Linked DNA regions of Mus musculus: region 1 is linked to region 2. Evidence: chromatin contacts called from public promoter capture Hi-C data. All regions are on one chromosome and are shown on one strand. Each heading gives the region's core, a stretch centred on a gene start, on an enhancer-like site or on the middle of the called end of the contact. The rest is flanking DNA. Distances are from core to core; before and after follow the strand shown.

Region 1 (6,802 bases), core at 1,238-3,737, 5.5 Mb after region 2:
TTCCTTCTCCTTGGCTAGCATCGCTTCTTCCTCAGCCACAGCTCTCTCAGTCTCCTCCTCTTCCTCTTGCTTGTTGTTATCCTCATTGTCATCTTTTTCTTCCTTCTCTTCTCCCTCCTTCTCCTCCTCCTCCTCCTCCTCCTCCAGTTTCTGCTCCTGTTTCTTTCTACACGAGCCCCTTTCTGGTTCATCTCCATCTTTTCTTTGGGGGGCATCCTGCCAGCTTTCCCCACGTTGACCATGACCCTGACCTGATTCTAGTTCCTGGGACAATTGTCCCATCTTCACTTTCTTGGCCTTGGAAACAAACTTGATCATAAGGGGAAGTCCGCCTCGGCCTCTGCCCCTGCCTCCACGGCCTCCTCTCCCAGGCTGTCCTCCACGTTTGGGGGTTCCAGGTCCTGGACCAGGTCCCTCCTTGCATTTCCAACTGCCAGCTTTGTTCTTTACTGGAACCACAGGGGGCGGAGGCTCGGGTTTAGGGATTGTCACAGCCGCTTCTGCTAACACTACTGCTTGCTGCTTTTTCCGGCAGGGACCGGCTGGCCGTCCTGGGGGCCTTCCCCGAGACCGTCGGGGAGTAGAGGGTTCACGTGCCCGTGCCCGGCTCCGGGGGGGTTGGGGTGCTTGGGACCGCCGGAGAAGTTCAGTCAGTGCCTGCACCATCCGTTCTGTGCCCTCCTCACCCCGTTTCCGAGTAGGGGCCTTTGGGGGGACAGGAGTCACATCTGCTAGGCGAGGAGGAAGGGGGGTCGTCTTATGCTTGCGGCCCCGACCCCGAGGGGCTCGACCTAAAAGGAGAACAGTTGTGGGGAGATGGGTCAAACTGGCCCTTCAGTCTTAAGAAAAGCACCCCAGAAAGACAGGATACTAAGTCTTACTTGTCTGTTTTTCCCCACAGCCCAGGCTACCTTGGACTGAACACAGGACACTCAGTAACTGGTAGAGACTAGCTGAACACAAAGGGCAAGAACCTTCCCGCAACACTAGAGAGGTAGAGTTTCCCCATCACTCACCTCGCTGGGACCGAAGCGCAGAGCGCAGGGAACTGGGGGCCACATCTTCATCTGAATGAAAACCCTGAAACTCCTGATTTAGGGGACCAAGGGTGAAGGGGAGAAACAGCAGTCAGTACCAAAGCCCTGGTTCCATCTGGGCTTCAGGTGTTGCAGATATGATAGTTATCGTCCACCTTAACATACTCCTCCTCATTTACCAAAGAACTTAAAAGACTGAGGCAAGGTCAGAAGGAATAAAGGTACAAGGCGTTCTTGAACCAGACCATTCCAGCACAGCCATCAGTAATTCACTAGCCCAGAAGAAAACACTAGAGGGTCTCCTCGAGTTAAGCAATAGGCATTACAATGAGGGCTAATTCCAACTTAAAACAAAGTAGGTCCTCCATTTACACCCTTGCAGGGCATTCTTAAAAATGGGGAGTGTTTGGGGGAGATGAGAGGTGGAGCAGATGGTTTATCATATTAGAATCCACTCTGAGCCCTCAGAGGACAGCTAGCTCTCCTAAGCAATAGAATCCACACCCTCCTGCCTTCTCCAAAAGGCTGAGAGGGATAAACCATGACTGCACTCACTCCAGATTCAAGACTCAGCATTCATTCTATCCCTCTTCAACCCGCGCCTAAGAAGCCTCCACCACTCTACCTTAGAACCAGAGAGCAACTGGGGCCCTGGTGGAACCAGGGCAGGGATATGTCGCGGATTTTAAGGGCCAAGGAGGCAGCCTGCAAGTAAGAGCCCAGGAGGCTCTCTAGCCTTGGTCAATTAAGGCCACGCTGCTGCTGTCAACCACCGCTGGTCCGGCATGCAATCCCTATGGCCTCTTCACCCACTCCTGTCCTGCTCTGCCATTGCTACCGCGAAAGATCAGCTCAGGACACCAATTGGGCTCCAGGCGTCTAGCTGCAGTCAGGGTTTCTCTGATCACTTTCAAAGGCCCTAGCTACCCAAACGCTCCACGCAGCCTGCTTCCTTCGTGCTTCTTTCCAGGAGCCCCGAGAATCCCACTTGTCCACAACACCCTTCGGAGCTATCCGGAGCCCTGCAAGCCCCTGGCCTCCGCCCTACCCGGCGCTAGAGACACCTCCGACCGCCTCACCTCCTCCTCGGATTCCCCGTCACTGCTCTCTTCCTCCGGCATGCAGCCTCGGTTCGGGCCCCAGCCCCGTCCCCGGCCGCGGCCTCGGCCTCGCTGAACTCGCGCACCAGCCCACAGGCGGCGGAGCCGGCGCAGGCCCCGGCGAAGACCCAGCAAACGGAGCAGGGCCGTGTCCTCCCCGGGCTCGGCTCCTCCCGGCCCCGCCGCGCCGCCACCGCGCCGCAGGGCTACCCGCACTCTTTCGGCTCCGTTGCCTCGGCCGCCGCGGCCCCCGCCCCCGCCGGAACCCCGCGGCCGGCCCGGGAAGCGGCCCCGTGCGGAGCCAGGCCCGGGGCAACTGCCGCCGCCCGCCGCCGCCGCCATCTTGGCACCGTGAGAGGGGCCGGGGAGGCGGGGGGAGGGGCAGCCCGTGCGCAGGGCCGGGGGGGAGGGGAGAGGAGGGGAGGAGGGGCAAAGCGGGGCGGCTGCGGCTCACGACAACAACCAGCGCCGCTGTGGGGCGGGCAGGAGCCGGGGGCTGGGCTGGCCACGCGCGGGGCACCACGGGAGCAGGAGTCCTGGGCCGGTCGGCCGTCACCCTCCAGCCGCACCTGAAGAGCGGACCCCGCGTCGCGGCCTGAGAGCGGGAGGCGCAAGGTCTTCTGGGGAATGTAGTCCAGTCGCCTTGCTCCTTCCGCCGACAGCTGGGGCGCGAGAACTGGGAATACCGGGTTGGCGACAGAGACCAGGAGAACCAGTTCCTGGTCTCCAGGAGGTGTGGTTCCCGGCTCAGACTCCTCCCATTGTTCTAGTCGGAACTAGCGACCTGCATGGACTACCATTCCCAGGGTCCTTCCCAGGGTACCGTTGGCTTCGGACCCTGGGAACCCGACGGACACACAGTAGACGAAGTTAGCTATTGCGCTAGGCGTTGGCTGAGGGGAGGGCGGCGGCGCTGGATTAGTCTCACTTCCAGGCGCAACCCGGTAGCCGCATTGCCCGGCGCGGAGGGGAGATGCTGGAGAGGCTAGTCTTCCGTCCCTTACTCGGAGGAGAGCAGACCGGTGGTCGAAATCCGGACCTCAGTCTGCGCTCCTCTCCAGCCCTAGACTACGCGCGCGGTAGATTGCTGTGGGAGGAACCAGAGTCTTGGGGCGCCTCAAAGCCACCTTTCCTCTCCCGCAGGGTCTGGAGCGCCTTTGCCGCGTGCTGCCCTCGGGAATTATACGAAGCCCCCCGGAAGGAGAAGTGTGACCCTCTGTTTATTGAATGGTGAATGGCCAGCAGGGGCCGCTACAGGGCAAGGGTGGAAACCCCCTAGCACAGAGGAAAAGTCTGGACTCGTCCTGACTGGAGCACAGGAAACTTTATTATAGTGATGAAATTGACAGTCCCCAGTTAATCTTCACCGAGTTAATTGTCCTTTAACTCGGGCTCGCCAGGCCGAGGCTTCTGCAACTCGCTTGTCCCGGAAGGGTTCGTAGCTCCTGTCTCGCAGTTCTTCTGTGGTTAAATTTGCCAGGCCGCCCTAGCTGAGCCCTTCTGCCTTTCATTCTTTGGACTCTTTGTCAAGCCAGAGAAGCTACCAACACCCGGTCAGGTGGCAGCAGAGGAGGTAGGACTACCGGGAGAGCTGGAGGCCCGGGTCGGCCTCGAGGAAGAGTAGAGGAAGGTGGAGCGTATGGTCCATCCAGGCGGCAGCCGGCTGGGCGAGTGGCCACGCATGTGCGCCTGCATGGAGGCCAGGCTAGGGCAGCCAGCCCTGCACAGAGGGCATCGATAGGGAGCAGCCCCATGTGTCCTCAGGTGCTTGGTCATGGCAGAGAAATCCCGGGAGCGCTGAGGACAGAGGCTACAGGAGAAGGGCTTCTCTCCTACAGGTGGAGGAGAAAGCCAGAGAAGGAAGAAATGGGCGAAGGCTCTCCAAGCTAGGGGTGCGTCGAGCAATAGGGCAAGGGAGGAGCTGGCAGGCCGGCGATGGAAACGAAAAAGATAAATTCACACTGGGCAGGATGCCCATACCTGTGTGGACTCGGTAATGTGTCTCCATCTGATGCTTGAGTGAAAACCTCTTTCCACACACAGAGCAAGAATAGGGCCGAGAGCGAGCAGGAGAGGGTAAAGGAGGGTGTTGGTGAGATGGGCAGTTCAGTGTGCGCTCCTGACTCACACAGGTTGCCAGTGTGCCTGTGTGGACAGAGAAATGGCGTGACCCAGACAGAATCCCTGAGGCCGAATCAATACAATGTCTAAACGATTTGGTGAGGAGAGGGGAGGCGGCAGCTCTCACCCTACTTACCTGTGAACCCTTGCCCAGACGTTTCTATCTGCCAAGGGCTGAGGGTTTCAGTGCCCTGGGGAAAAGATCCTGGAAACAGAGTGAAGTAGGGGCCCTGCTAAGGCTGGACTCCTGGAGCCCAGCCACTGGGCAAAAGCCCTGTGTGGAATACTGAGGGGCTTACCTGGAGTGGGGCTAGAGGAAGCCAGCTGATTCTGACTCCAGAGAGCTTTGGAGTGGTTCAAGGTCAGTGGGATCCTGGGTGGAGAAGAATTACAGTCTTGGCAAAGCCTGAGAACCTAACTGACTCTGGCCTGTCTTGTGATGACAATATTTGTTGTCTCTAACTCAGGAAATGTACACTGAACCCTTCCAACCATCACTGCTGCCTCTCCGGAGCCACTCCCTCCCTGCCTAGATGTCCTCCTTTAAGCCTCTCACTCACCTCTGATCTTGAGGCCGGACCTGCCAGGCCGCAGTGATGGGGGTACTATGGGAGAAGGGAGCACCGTATCTGGAGGGCCACAACAAGATGCTCCACAAGGCCGACTGGCCCTCCCCCAACCTAGGGACTTCAGCCCACCAGGGCCTGGGAATGAGGCTAGTTAGGAGGGAACCTGGTGGGGAAAGGGGATCAGGGCACCCACGAAGACTCTCCTCAGAGCCCTTGTGGCTCTCGATACCTCGCATGACCTCCTCTGAGCTCATCATCCTAGTTGCTCCTGCCATCTCAGGCCTCTCTCCGGGTGCTTTATGCTTGTGTGACATCTCCTGTTCTCTCCCATTACTTCTAAAATCCTTCTCTGGCTTCTGTTTCTCTCCAGGACTCCCAAGTCCTCTCTCAGAGCCCCTCATGAAGTCTTCTGATTGCTGGTGCCTCTTCAGTCCTGGATCCAGCTCATCTTCATCCTTGCCCTTTTGAGCTCTCTGACAGGCCTCTTCCAAGGCCTGTACCCCCAAGGCTTTGGCTGCCTCTTCAAGGTCCCCCAGCTCCCCAGGCTGTAGCTCTATACTCTCTCCATAGACAAAGGTCAGAATCTGAGCAAAGGTGGAAGGGCTTATGTCTTCAACCAGAGCCCACCGGCCCCTGCAGCCAAGCCTTGGGCTTGCACCTGCCAGCACTAGGCTGTGAGCCGGGAACTCCAGGCCCCCTACTGTGATCAGGGTATCACACAGTGCTGGCCGGAGTCTAGCCGCTAACTGTACCAACCTATCAGAGCCATATGGGCTGATTAGTCTTGTGGGGGTCTGGGGCATTGTTCCTGGCTAATCTACCAGTTTCACAGGCTCTGAGAGGAAAGCCACAATGGGGGATCCATGATTGAAGTGGGAGAGAAACCGCATACTCTCTGGCCTGTGAAGGGGAAGGGAGAAAGAGTGAGTGTCTGGGCTCAGATTGGTGCTGTCTGTCCTGAATGAATCAAATAAACTAAGCCAAAGGCCAGCTGTGGGGATGCCACACTAGGAGAATGCACACTGGGCCAGAGGTTAGGTTTGGGGCCTGAAGAACGACAGCCAGGCAGTTAGCAGAGGTATCAGATAGTGGGTTTAGGGCTGGTATAGTTAGCAAACACCCAGCTTAAGGAAGGTTTGGCTTCCCCAGGCTCTTTTGCAGGGAAAGCCTCTGAACAGCCTGGCCTTTTCCACACTTTGCATCAAACCTGGCATTTATGAATGGAGGAAGATGCGACCTCATGAGAGAGCTCAGACAGCTTTTGGGTCCTCCCCCAACATGAGCCCAGAAAGCCAGAGAAGGCATCAAGACAGCTCACATGGCAGGACAAAAGACTCTTAAGGCGTCACACAATTGTCTCTGCAAGACTGAAGCTTCTAGAATACACCCTCTGAGAAGGGATTGGAAAAGAGCAGAGATCTCCATCCAGTGGGTTAAGGGAGTCACACAAGAGTTTTAGAGAAGGCTTTGATGCCTGAGGAAGTGAAAGAAAGGAAAAAGAGACTGGGGAAAGGGAAGCTACTTCCTCTCACAAGGAGGATAAAGAATGGTTGAGTTCTGTTTTTCATAAGCCAAAAGACTAAGACTCAGAAAGTGCTCAACAAGTCAAGACTTTAATCACACATCAAAACCATCATGACACAGAGAGAGATAGCCTGCGAGTCTTAGCATCCTGCAGGCCTAGCTCGGTGTGGACCCTCCATGAGTAAGCAGCATGGTGGGGGAGGCAGAGAGAGGAATGAGGAACTACTTAGACACCTTGGAGTGAGGGATGCAGGGTGGCAGGAAGTAGAAAGAAGGTTGGAATGGAGGAAAAGCACAGCTGGGGAGAGGGATGGTAACTCACCTCTGTAGCTGCCTCCTAGTACCGCATGCTCACTACTGCTCCTGGGGTTCCTGCCCACCTACCCCCAGTTAGCTCCACCCCGTCCTCAGTCATCCCAAGTATTAGTCTGCCACAGTCCCCTAGAGGGGT
Region 2 (7,017 bases), core at 339-2,838:
ACAGGAGAAGAGAGGGGGCCCAAAGATGAATAACAACAAGTATAACAACCAAGGGGCCAGCAGGGTGTGCTGACACACACCTGTAATACCAGCTATCAGTAGACAGAGGCAGGAGGGTCAGGAGTTCAAAGCCAGACCCAGCTCCTTGGTGAGTTCCAGGCTAGCCTGGGCTATAGGAAACCCTGTCTCCAAAAGCAGAACAAACAAACAACCACAGCCTGAGACAGACACACAGAGAGTGTGAGCTAGGGACAAGCGCACAGCAGCCTAAAGAGGCTGAGGCCAGAGGGGCAGAATCCAGGATGAAAAGGCTTGAAGAAGAAGCGCACAGGGAGAGGGCTGACCACACAAGCGAGAGAGAGGATGAGCCAGGAGGGAAACTGAGTCAAAGCGGATGCCCTGGAAGGGCATAGCAGCATACACAGAGGATCCCAGAGTCCCCAGCCCACGGGTACTGGGAGGGATGGAAGCTAAAAGGCCAGGTGGTGTGGTCCAGAAGTGGAGAGACTGGGATGGTGGGTGGAAGAACCCGGGCAGAAGCCAGGGACAGAGAGCAGTAGATGGGGATGACTAGGGGCCCACAGTGGGGTCTGGGGGAGGGAAGCAGAAAAGTGAGAGATAGAGGCTGGAGGTGGAGAGGATCAGGCAAAGAATGGAAAGACAGAGTGGGAAGAAGACTAGATGAGAACTAGTGTCTCATCAGAGTCAGATGCAGAGCCTGGCTTAGGAGAACAGCGGAGAACAGAGAAGTTGGGCAGAGTTGGACAGGCCTGGGAGACAGGCGAAATACAGACTTGAAAATGTAAAGGCATCTCCAGAAGACAGACAGAAGGTGCAATGGGGCCGGGCCTATGGTAAGGCTTAGTGAAAGAGGTGAGAGAGAGAGAGAGAGAGAGAGAGAGAGAGAGAGAGAGAGAACCCAACACACAACAACACACAAGAAGTCAGGAGCCAGTGTGGGTCTGGGACCCAAAGCTTGGAGGAGGGACAATCCAGGAGCCAGTGAAGTGAGCTGGCTACCACAGGACCCCGGAAAGCTGGGACTGAGGGCAGGTGTGAGGTGTGTACCCAGAAGTAAGGGTGAGAAAAGAAGAGGTCGTGGAGAATGAGAGGTTGAGAGGGAGGGCACAAAGCAGCGAGAAATAGGTTCCTTGCCATCCACGGGGAGCAGGGACTGTGGGGGCCCCCGCCAGCCGGACAGGGAGCCTGGCCTTCCAGGACCCAGGACCCAGCCCAATCCCCGCCCTGCAGACACTTACGGATCCTGGTGGGACGGAGGGCTGGGCTCCCTCGAGGCCCGAGGAACGACAACCAGGAGGTGCTCCGATGCTGGGTGCTGGTGAGGCTGGGGCCGGGGGAGAGGGCAGTCCACTGGGCCCCCTCCCCCGCCGCCGGCGGTGGCCCCCAACTAATCCAAAACGGTGTCTCCCCAGCAGCGGGGAGGAAGGACAGGTGGAAAAGCAAAGGGCGGGCCAGGAGGGGAGGAAGGGGAAAGGAGAAAATGGAGGAGAGAAGGGGAGAGAGGAGAGGGGGAAGGAGCAAACGGAGGGGAAGGAGGGAGGAAAGGAGGAGAGGAAGGTGAAAACGGAAGGGAGGGGGGCACAGGCAAAGCCGGGGGAGGGGGAAGCCGGCCCAGGAAAGGGCCCCCGCCCCCTCCCCTAGCCGGGCCGGCCTGGGGGGGGCACTGGGGGTGAGGACTGGGTGGAGAAAAGAAAGCCAGCCATCGGGGGGAAGTGGGGGAGGGGAGGGCCTGCTGGGGGGGAGGGGGCCGCCCCCTTCCCCCCCCTCCCCCCAGAGCCTTGGCCCTGCCCTGGATGAGGCTAGGGCCGGGAGTCCTCAACCCCTCAGTCCCCACGGGAAAAACATGCTTGAGGGCCAGGAGAGGCCGGTCAATGAAGGGGCTAGCGAGGACAGAGCAACTGGCAGCCCTGGTGAGACCAAGAAGGGAGGCAGACGAGGTGGCGAGATGAGGTGGGAGGAGAGGATGGAGAGAAGCAGGTGGAACGGGAAGGCGGAGGAGGGTGGGGTGTCCCGGGGCCCGCCGGCTCTCGGTGGGAGGGCCTGGCCGCACACTCTGGTCCCCTGTGAGCGGCAGCCGCTGGCGGCTCCGTGTCCCCAGCCGGGCCTGCCTCCTTGCTGCCGGCCGCTACTACCGCTGCCGCCACTGCTCCTTCTCCCCTCCTAGGCCGCCGCCTGCCCGCCCGCCCGCGCTGAGTCCTGGAGCGCGGGGGGGTGGGGTGGTGGTGGTGGTGGTGGTGGTGGTGATGGTGGTGGTGGTGGTGGTGGAGGGGAGAGATGAAGGGAGGGAGGCAGGGAGGAGGGCGGGCAGGAGGGAGGGAGGCAGGCAGGCAGGGAGCAAGGAGGGAGGGAAGCAGAGGAGGGGGAGATCGTATTGGTCGGGCTGGGGGGCCCTGCGAGGAGAATGCTGATGAGAAGAGCGAGCTGCATTGGATGAAGGGCCAACCCCCGGGGCCACCCCCTCCAACCACACCATGCCACCGCCCTGCCCAGGCAGCCCAGGATTCTGGAGCCCATGGAGCTGAGAGGCATTGGTGGGGAGAACTGAGGGAAGGGCCTAGAGATGGGGAGAGAGGACTACAGAGATGGAGAAAAATGCAGGGAAAGAGACAGCCAGCCATCAAGACCCAAGAGAGGTGGGCCAAGGCCCACAAACTCCACAAGGCCAAGGAAAGCCAGCCATGGAAAAGCAAGCCACCTGAGGACAAGAGAACAGCATATAGGACACAGAGGTGTTTGAAGGTGGCAGAGGCCAGAGACAGAAAGACTCCTCAGAATAGGGAGCCATACACAGAAGGAGCAACCAGGAAGCATACACGGGGCCCAGTAAGCTAGGAGAGGTCTCCTGATGGAGACAGCCCCATGGGTACAGGAGACCCACAGAGACAGTCACGTGGCTCATAGACATGAGAGGACCACTGAGGCAGGCATGGCAAGCTGGGAGACATAGAACTGGGAAGCCTCTGGAAACGGGCTCAAGATGTTGAGGGGAGGAAGGGATTCTCCATTGTGCACAGAGAACTCCTGGGGACCCGTGGAGATGAGTGGGAAGCCAGAAGAGGCCCTCATCTTTTAGTCACCTGAGCAGTGAGGCAGTGGGAGGGGGTGACAAGATGGCAGAGCTGAGAGAAGCACCCTTTCTTAAGGAATACTGCCGTCTCCCTGAGAAAGCCCAGAAGGGCAGGGGGATGGAACAGAAAATCCACACAGATCTTCAAGTGGGGGTGGGTGGTGCAGGGCTGGGTGTGTGTGTTGGGGGGTGAAATTTGGGGGGAAGGAACATGACAGTTGGCGCTGAAGGCTGAGCCCGTGACTCACCACCACCCCCATGCTCGTGATGGGGAGGAGACACTGACACTCTCACGTGCAGCCCCCAGCACATGTGACCACATGCCTCGCACACACAGTTGGCACGTGGCAACTCAGAGTATTGCAGGTCTGGCTTGGTGAGCTCTGACTTCGTGGGACATGCCCAACAACATGTGACATAATATATCTGACCCTGTAGGACCACCAAACTTGTCCATGCCTCTTTATCCTTCTAGGGTTAACATCCACAGTCTCCTTAACACCCACATTCCGTTCTAGCCAAGCCTGAGGCCAGTACTTCATGCCTGCCTCTCCGTATCTTTGCTGATCCAGGGATGGTATTATCCACCCTCTCTAAACATAATCTGTCCCAAAAGGTCCAGTCCAGTGCTACCACAGCACAGTGTCTGACCCGAACAGGTTTCCTCTGCAGAGAAAGGACGTAGGCAGCCCAAATTAAGTTGGGATGCCCGAGCGGTTTTAGAGAGAGGAGCCTGAGAAGCTAAGCTGGGACCTCAAGAGGGAAAAGGGGGCCTCAGCAGGAACAAAACACTACCTGCAGGCCCAGAGCCTGCCAAGAGCTCAGTCTGGTCTGCACTTGGGCTCCTACACAGGCGATTTCACCCCAAGGGCAAATCCAAACTACACTAGCAAACAGCTAGGCCCAAACCTTAGGGCTCACTACCTCCTACCTTAATCTTTTACTTTAAAAATCTGCTGTCTTCCCCTTCCCCCTTTCCCTTCCCCCATCCTTTGCTTTGCTCTTCCTGAAGTCAACCATTCACCCTTTGATCCCAAACAATCCACCCACCGGGGAACTGAGTATAGACCTAGGGAACCATCTCTTGGGGTGGAATGATGGCTTTCTTCTCTCCCCGTGGGAACCTGGACACATGACTTCTCCCGGCCTGTTTCTTAGCACCTCATGGTAACTGTCTCTGAGAGGACTGGTAGAATTAAATAATGAATGAAAAGCACTGGGCAGAATTTCCATTGTCACCTAACACACTTGGATGTCAGTTACCACTAGGCACCTCAAGATACTAATCAGATACTAAAAGTAAGTCCTCGAGCCATGTGTAGTGATGCATGCCATTAATCCCAGCAGGCAGACAGAAGCAGGGGGATCTCTTGAGACCAGCCTGGACTACATACGAGTTTCAGGGTTACATAGAGATGCTGTCTCAACAATTATTTTCTTTTTTGGGGGGGGGGTGTCAGACAGGGTTTCTCTGTGTAGCCCTGGCTGTCCTGGAACTCACTCTGTAGACCAGGCTGGCCTTTAACTCAGAAATCCACCTGCTTCTGCCAAGTGCTGGAAAGGTGTGTGCCACCACTGCCCAACAAAAATTAATTTCTATATAGCAGTATTTACTTAGTGTCTCGAAAACCCGGGACAAAGACTAGCATCCCTTTTCAGAGATAAAAACAAAAACAAAAGCCGGGTATGGTGGCGCACACCTTTAATCCCAGCACTCGGGAGGCAGAGGCAGGTGGATTTCTGAGTTCAAGGCCAGCCTGTTTTACAAAGTGAATTCCAGGACAGCCAGAGCTATACAGAGAAACCCTGTCTCGAAGAACTAAAAAAAACCAAAACAACAACAACAACAACAAAAAAAACTAAACCTGAGACAGAGTGGAGTTGTTTTGCCCAAAGTCACAGCTAAGAAGTACCAGGGCCAGGATAAGCAGCCTAGTTAGAACATGTAGGTATACTTGCTAGGGAGTCCAGTAAGAAGACATCCAGCTAGACATCCAAAGGAGGGCACACACATGGTGACAACTGGAGACTCAGACCTACCTGTGGTTCTGTGTTCAAACCCCTCCTAGTTTTTCTGAGCTTCAGTTGGGGAAACGGGGGACAGTTTGACCAACCAGATGCACCTCTGATAACTCCCTTAACCTTGGCTTCAAGAGGGAGCTTCCTGAAAACTGTGGTGTACTTGTGTGGAGTCCAAATATGGATACTGGATCTCTTCAGTCACTCGCTACCATATTACATTCAGGTGTGTGTGTGTATGTTCATGTATGCACACTCTGGTATATGCAGAAGTCAGAGAACAACTTACAAGAGTCAGTTCTCTCCTTTCACCCTGTGGATCCCAGAATCAAAACTCCAGATCAGGCTTAGCATGTGGCTTTACGCGCTGAACCATCTCCCTGGCTGGCCTGGAACTTCATGTTTTCCCAGGAAATTCTTCCCATGCCTAGGGGTCCTTAACTGTAACTGTGTGGAAGGGCAGTCACCTGGAAAGATACCTTTAATGCTCAAAACAGGAGAGGCCGAGTCAGGCGGATCTCTGTGAGGCCAGCCTGTTCACAAAGCCAGACCATGCCTCAAACAAAAACAAGAACAACTGACTCGATCCACTACAAATCCCATAAACTTCCTTCTTCAGGTCTTCCACCCCACACCCTCAGCTTCTTCCAAGGGACCTTACTAACGGGGCTTTTCCTTTCTCCTTCCATTTCTCACTTCCTGTCACGTACCTCTTCCTCTAAACTCCCTCTCCTGACATCTTGTTTCCATTCTACTCTTCCTCGATTTCCCCGTTCATCCTCTTAATAGGAAAAAAAAGTCTTAAGCCTTGTTTTGTTCCTTTTGCCCTGTGTGACTGCTGCTGCTTGGTTTCCTCTCCCATTCACGCCGAGTGGTGTCTCTTTTTTTTTTTTTTTTTTTTTTTGCCACTGGCCCTCAGGGATCCTTGACTGTAACCCGCCGGCCTCCAGGGCTTTGCGTGTCTCTACAGCCTACACTGCCCGAATCCCCTACGCCTAGCTTGTCAGGCGCCCCCAAGATGGCGCCTCCAGCTTCGTCCCGCCTCCCGACGTCATCGCGCCCTCTCCGCTCAGCGCTCCCCTTTCGAGCTATCAAAGGCGGAATCCGAGAAGAGGTGGAAGAGGAAGAACCTCCAGGGAGGATTAAAGAGGCGGGTAGTATCCACCTGGAGGCCGACCAGCGAGGGAACATTGCTAAAGGATTGGCTGGGCGCTGCGCGATCCCACCCCTCCGCTCTATTGGTCGAGGCTTCAGGAAACCTGAGCATCGATTGGTCTAATGACAGGGGCAGACAGCCGATGATTGGGCGAATTGTGCAGTTCTTCGCAGCGGCCCAGGCGGAAGGTGGGAGGAGCGTTGTTGAGGGCGGCCTGGGGTGAGAGCGAGGCTGCGGAGCAGGCGAGACGACGGGCGCTAGAGAGGACGCGGCGCTAGAGTGGCGGTGCAAAGGGACCTGAAGCCCGTAGCCCGGCCTGGGGCCGGCGAGACGGCCGAGGCGGGTGAGTCCCCGCCGGAGCGCAGAGGTCCGGCCCCACCCGGCGGCTTGCCTGCGTCATTCGGCCTGCACGATGAAGGCCTGAAGGATCGCGTCCCGGGTGCGGAGAGCGGAGCGGCCGTTGGGCGCGCGGGCCGGGCGGGGGCTGTGCCGGGACGGCGGGTGGGATGGGGGACTGGAGTTGAGTGCGGGGCTGAGTGAGGAGGGGCAGGGCTCGGGCTGCAGGCCGGGGGCCGACCTTGGCGGGAAGGGGAGGTCCCAGAGCTGCCTCGCCGGAGGGCTCTCTGGTTGCATGGGGTATCGGGGCCACGGGTGGGTGCGCTGGGATGGGGATCAGAATCGAAAGGGGACGGTTAGAGGACTCATGGATGCCGGGGTGGGGAGCTGGCCCGAGAAAGGAGGTAATTAACGCAGG

The links. Promoter capture Hi-C pulls out the DNA fragments that hold promoters and counts their contacts.
Region 1: a contact with region 2 is called in a promoter capture Hi-C map of frontonasal cranial neural crest. The contact joins the promoter of Kmt2b here to the promoter of Grik5 in region 2.

What each region holds. Positions count from the first base shown.
Region 1 is chr7:30,586,239-30,593,040 of GRCm38.p6, forward strand. Kmt2b (lysine (K)-specific methyltransferase 2B) reads right to left here and starts at 2,488. Exons shown (of 37, transcript NM_029274.2): 1 at 2,117-2,488; 2 at 1,017-1,089; 3 at 1-791. The coding sequence starts at 2,479. It overlaps Zbtb32 (zinc finger and BTB domain containing 32), which reads right to left and starts at 6,704. Exons shown (of 6, transcript NM_021397.2): 1 at 6,674-6,704; 2 at 4,819-5,727; 3 at 4,558-4,631; 4 at 4,395-4,463; 5 at 4,118-4,282; 6 at 3,443-3,969. The coding sequence starts at 5,630. The coding sequence ends at 3,692. It overlaps Gm32082 (a long non-coding RNA gene), which reads left to right and starts at 2,541. Exons shown (of 3, transcript XR_003946734.1): 1 at 2,541-3,081; 2 at 3,281-3,367; 3 at 3,976-4,121. Mir3569 (microRNA 3569) reads left to right here and starts at 3,142; the gene lies at 3,142-3,199.
Region 2 is chr7:25,070,781-25,077,797 of GRCm38.p6, forward strand. It overlaps Grik5 (glutamate receptor, ionotropic, kainate 5 (gamma 2)), which reads right to left and starts at 1,589. Exons shown (of 20, transcript NM_008168.2): 1 at 1,260-1,589. It overlaps Zfp574 (zinc finger protein 574), which reads left to right and starts at 6,027. Exons shown (of 2, transcript NM_175477.5): 1 at 6,027-6,702.